Regions from separate parts of the Mus musculus genome. Here region 2 is linked to region 1. The links are chromatin contacts, called in public Hi-C maps. All regions are on one chromosome and are shown on one strand. The core of a region is the stretch at or near the end of the contact, and the rest is flanking DNA. Distances in the headings are between cores, read along the strand shown.

Region 1 (2,700 bases), core at 53-2,552:
TTTTTTTTTTGTGGGGAGCAGAAACAGTACTGGAGAAATCAAACCCAACCCACACATGGTAGAAAAGCACCGAGTTACACTCTCTGCCTTTCCTTCCCTTTCATAACATTAATTTTTAAGCATTCATCATTTTTTTAAGTATCCGATCTTTGAAAAATACAAATTAGGAGACAATGCTGAAAATAAAAGCATGAAGTAATGTGTTTGAACAGTTACTCAGAACATTGGAAGAGGAAAGACCTACTAAAGAGTAACCAACCAGAGCTGCTGACAGAACTCTCAGACAACCAATGTGTGCACACAGCCAGCCACTCACTCACTCACTCACTCACTCACTCACTCAGTCTTCCCAGCTCATTTCGTCTCCTGGTCCCAGAGCTTTAAGAGTATCTTCAGGACTGACTCTGAACCCTTTAAGTCCCTTCAACATAAAAGGAGCCAGGCATTGTGGTACACACCTTTAATCCAAGCATTTTGGAGAGTCACATGATCTTTCTGAGTTTGAGGCCAGCTAGTTCTATATATTGAGAGCTACATAGACCGTCTAAAAAGAGCGAGAGCAGGAGCAATAGAGAGTAAGAGAGCAAGCGAGCGAGCAAGCAAGCCAGAGAGAGAGAGAGAAAGGGTATTAAGCTAGTGAGCATGAACACGCAATGGAAGAAAGCCAACAAGCATTTCAGAGTCTCTGGAAAAATAAACTTATATTACTAATTAAAAAGGATTCAAATCATTTGATGCTGTGAAGCAGAGTATCTGGATGGTACAATAACATGAAGGCACCCACATGACCAACAAAATCACTTGCACCCAGGGTGCAGTCACAGGTTAGGCTGATACCCAGGGAAAAGGCTGTTTAAACCTGCTTCAGTGCTTCTATGTTGAGCATGTTGTGACCGGTGTTACTCTTTTCAACTTCATGGTTCTGAGCCAGTTTTAAGTACCACAGTCTAACAGTCTCACAACCTTACTGGAAGAAGTAAATAAGGTGAGAAATTCAAGTCAACTAAGAACTAAATTTGGCCTGTTATACCAGCATCCAATGAACACTACAATTAGCTTTTTATTATCTTTTAATAGGCTAGTGTGAAAAATAAGCTGTAAAATAACATTTTTCAAACTAGGAAATATATTCATTTATCAATGTATATGCAATGAAAAACCAACTTTAAAATGTATTAAGACATTTATTTTAAAATGTTTTTAAAAGACTAGGCTTAACTGATCATTCTAGAATCATCTGGGATAAGGGTATAAACAACCTTGAGGAAGTGTCTCATTTTGTAGCTGTTACCATAGCAACATGCTGCCACCTGGTGGCAGTATATCTATTAATAAGTGGAAAAAATAGTCCTAGGAGGAAAAGATCTAACGTTTAATACTAACAAAAGAGAATAATACTTAAACATCATACGTAAAGCATTTTGGAAGTTAACTTAGTCGACAGACAGGAATCACACTATGTGGAAATCATGTAACATGCCACTCTAGAGACACAACAAAGTCTCAAAGGTCAACTATCACACAAGAACTTTTACGTAGCCATTTTAAAACATTCTCCCCATCATATGCCTTTCTCTAAGAAAAATAGTAAGTAAAAAGTTAATCAGATTTAAATATTGCACTATGAAAGATAGCTAAGTGTGTCCAAATATTTCATCCAGAAGGTTCAATGATGCGGCAATCCCTCTGCTGGAGAAAAGCTGACTTGTAATTAAGGGTAATGTTACTAACTACTATGTTTGCATAGAGTATTTTCCCCCTCGGTCCCTCTTAGCTAAAGTTTAAGCAAGGTGCAGTGACAGATAGCTCAGTCAGTAAAGCATTTGTCATGCAAGCATGAGGCCCCGAGATCTGCCTCCAGAACCCATGTGGAAAAAGCACAACACATGATTAACAGAAACAGACTTAGTAGCATGCATCTTTAATGCCAGTACTGTCCAGGCAGAGACAAGCAGATTCCCAGGGATAACTGGCTCATCAGCCTAGCCTACTGTGTCTTGGCCAATGAATCACATCCAATGTCACCCTATGACCTCCACACACCAGCACCCACAGGCATGTGCACCTACACGCACACACAGAAGTTATGTATCACCAAACCTGCTGGTACTACGAGATCGTCGTGATGCATTGTAACTTCGGGGGGGTGTTCGGGACTTCTTCTCCTTCTTCCGTTTTTCATCTGTCTCTTTGGATCTGTCTTTTTCCCGTTCCTTGTCTTTATCTTGTTCCTTCTCCTTTTCTTTGTCTCGCTCCTTCTCATGGTCCTTTTCCTTCTCTCGGTCTTTATCTTTGTTTTTACCCCGCTCCTTGTCTTTTTCACGATCCTTTTCCCTCTCTCTCTCCTTTTCCCTCTCTTTCTCCTTCACTCTTTCCTTCACCTTTTCTCGGGTATCTTTTCTCTTGTCCCTTAAAAAAACAAACAGAAATAAATTTTTGGCTAAAATAATTCTCTCTCAAAAGGAAGAGGCCTTTCTTTCTACACAATTACCAATCCAAATCATCTGCATTGACTACAAATTAAAAAATTTTCTGTGTAACTCAGGTGTGGACCTGAGGTGTAGCAGGCTAAGCTGAACCACACTGGCCATATTTGCATCAGAGCAATCAATATTAATCTTAGATACTAAAGCAACAAGAAAGCCTTACTTCTAATAAACCTGAGCCACAATTTCACATGAGTGAAAACAGTGATAAAAT
Region 2 (2,718 bases), core at 197-2,696, 90 kb after region 1:
AGTGAGCTGCCCAATGTGGGTGCTGGGAACCAAGCGTGGGTCCTCTGTATCTCTCCACCTCAAAGACCTGTTTATAAAGTGGTAATCTCTCCATGTGTGAGGTGGTTGTTTAGAACAACGAAAAGGAAACTGTTCATATCTACTAAAGCACAAGTTTAAAAGGAATTTGAAAATAGTTGTAAAAAAGCTCTTTATAAAGAAGTCAACTCTAGCCAACTCAAGGGTCTAATGTACTCAGACATACCCACATATCGATTAAAGATAGTTTATTGTTTTTAGAAATAGGGCTCAAATGGTTTAGGAACTCCAACCTCAAGGTACTTGAGTCTTAGTTCCTTAATGTGTAAAAAATAATGTTAGACAGCCTTTGAAGTACTTTTTATGGGGCTATTACTACAACCAACTGTTAAACAGCTAAGTAACAACTGCCTAGTACCTAAGCAACTGTTAAATAAAGTACTCAATCGTTTTTAAGTATCCTTATAAACCCAAGCTGGCCAAGAGCCACCTTGGTAGTATCATTAGCTCTATGAAAGCAACCGTCTGGATAAGCATTTGGCAGAGATAGCGCAAGCTGATCAGGCACAAGTCGCAAGAGTTGTGTGATGACATAGGTGACAATTAGCTGGCGAAAGTTGGGGAAAAGCACTTAATATTTATCATTCTGGAATAGATAGGAATAAAATAATGTTTATATAGTATAAATCGTATATATCAGGAACTATGCAATGTATTATATGCAAAATCCTTCATTGGCCTCACTACAATTCAAATTTGTCTATATAAATGGATAAAATTAAGCACACAAGGAAAATGTATCTAGGAAATACTCAATAGAAATGGAATTATAATCTAGAATTATATCCCTTTAATGTACATGCCCTTACAAACAAACTCTGCATGGGAGTGGAGAGGACCTACCAATCTCTTTCTTTAAAAATGGGAAATAAGAACAACATTTTAGAAAGGCAGTTATAAATTTTGCTTTCAGAATGTTTCAAAAATGTGACATCCAATGAAATTTACTTCCACAAAGTTAATACATCTTACTTAGGTGATTTCTAGTCTTAATGCCTCCCCCTCTTAACATCTAACCTTTTTGATTATTACTAACCCTTTTTATTATTACTAAGTGCTACAACTTTGGGCTGATTAATCGAGGATTCAATTAATGGAGGTCGCATCTCTGCCATTTTCATTTCTTCATCAGAAGAAAGTTCTTCAGATTCCTAGTTTAAAGAAAAAAGGGATAAATACGAGAATTAAACTTTGGACTCTTTAAATGAATTAATATATCATAAAAACATCACAGGGAAACGAAGCAACTGCTCAGACCATGTATAAAAGTGCCTGTTAATGGAAATGGTTGACAAAGCTGCATGACTCAACTTTTTCAAGTGCAGCAATAAACCTACAGTAGTACTGTAACCACAGATTAAAACTTCTCATGGATCATTTCTGGCTCTAAGCCTTATCACTGTATCAGTAGTTGTCACGTGCCAGAGTGTGAGGTTACTGGCAAACAAAAATGACCACAGCACAATCCTGTTTTTCAAAAATTCAACTTCTGGAGTCCCTCAACAGAGCCTTTGCCTAAGTGTTGAGTAGTTTCATAACTATATTTGGCTTCTACGATAGACTACTATTAATGTGAACTATAAATATTTTACCTATTTTGAAAACAGAATTGTTATTTTCCATGTTTATTTCCTGTAATACGCCACAGTTGTTGCAGATTACCTACTACTGAGTAGTGTCAGAAAAGAAAATGACTTGTTAGTCATCAACTATTAATAGAAATTTTAATATCATATGTCATGCAGGAAATGAGCTCTCTTGCCAGTTAAATCATTCCTACATACTAAGATGAAACTAAAGCAAATGCTTTACAAAACTTGTTCCTCTGAAAAAGAAACAAACAGTACTAAGGACTTTTATGTGTTTGTAAGTGCCACAGTAAAGATATGGATAGTGGAGAGATCACTCAGCAATTAAGAGCACTTGCTGTCTTGCAGAGGACAAAGGTTTATTTTCCAGCACCCACATGGTAGCTCTATTTCTTGGTGTACAAAAATACTATTTTAATGAAATAGTTTTCAATCTCTATTCATATCATTATAGATTTATTTTTATTTCTTGTGTATGAATGTTTTGCTTGAATGTATGACTGTGTGTGTGTGTGTGTGATAACCATGGAGGTTAAAAGAGGGTGTTGAGCCTCTGGAACTGGAGTTAAGGGAGAACCAGAGCCACCGTGGAGTTCAGCGAGGCACAGTAGCTCACAGCTATACACCTAGCATGCAAGAGGCTAAGACAGGAGGAGTATCACGAGTTACACCAGCTTGGGCTGCATAGTGAGCTCCAGGACTATCTGGGCTATGGAGACTTAGTCTCAGAAAACTGAGAGTTCTGTCTATGTTTAGCAGTCTCACTTATACCTGAGATATAATTCAATAGAATACTATTCAGACACCATAGAAATAAGATGCAGTTCTGAGAATTACCACAGTATGAACTTCAAGAGAATATGCCAAGGGAAGGAAACGATAAAAGACCACTTACTGAGCAGTAATAGACAAATCTATACAGGCAAAGTACTTACTAGTTGCTTAGAGCTGGGGGGGGGGGGCGTGCAAAGCCTTAAAGGGACAAAAAGGATGACATTTCTTTTTCTTTCTGTGGCTATACAAATATTCTGCAAGTAACTGTGGTGATGGT

The links. A called contact is a pair of places that touch in the nucleus more often than the background predicts.
Region 2: a Hi-C map of granulosa cells shows a contact between it and region 1, with 2.3 times the contacts expected there. The contact joins two enhancer-like sites. A contact is called at or near these places in 1 of 15 datasets of contacts at CTCF or cohesin (the NIH/3T3 cell line), 16 of 484 Hi-C or Micro-C datasets (CD4 T cells, LSK cells, cochlea and 12 more), 1 of 115 datasets of contacts at active chromatin or transcription factors (embryonic stem cells) and 2 of 9 other capture datasets (adipose tissue and liver).

The regions. Positions count from the first base shown.
Region 1 is chr13:103,750,294-103,752,993 of GRCm38.p6, forward strand. Srek1 (splicing regulatory glutamine/lysine-rich protein 1) reads right to left here. Exons shown (of 12, transcript NM_001361085.1): 9 at 2,101-2,409. Among named protein-coding and RNA genes, the nearest start is that of Srek1, 23 kb to the right of the region's middle. Within about 2 kb of position 1,303, at least 8 of the 459 cell types and tissues checked have an H3K27ac peak or open chromatin away from gene starts, as enhancers often do. A contact at or near this core is called in granulosa cells, where this site is marked.
Region 2 is chr13:103,840,040-103,842,757 of GRCm38.p6, forward strand. It overlaps Erbin (Erbb2 interacting protein), which reads right to left. Exons shown (of 26, transcript NM_001289473.1): 19 at 1,115-1,229. Among named protein-coding and RNA genes, the nearest start is that of Gm52054, 67 kb to the left of the region's middle. Within about 2 kb of position 1,447, at least 50 of the 459 cell types and tissues checked have an H3K27ac peak or open chromatin away from gene starts, as enhancers often do. A contact at or near this core is called in granulosa cells, where this site is marked.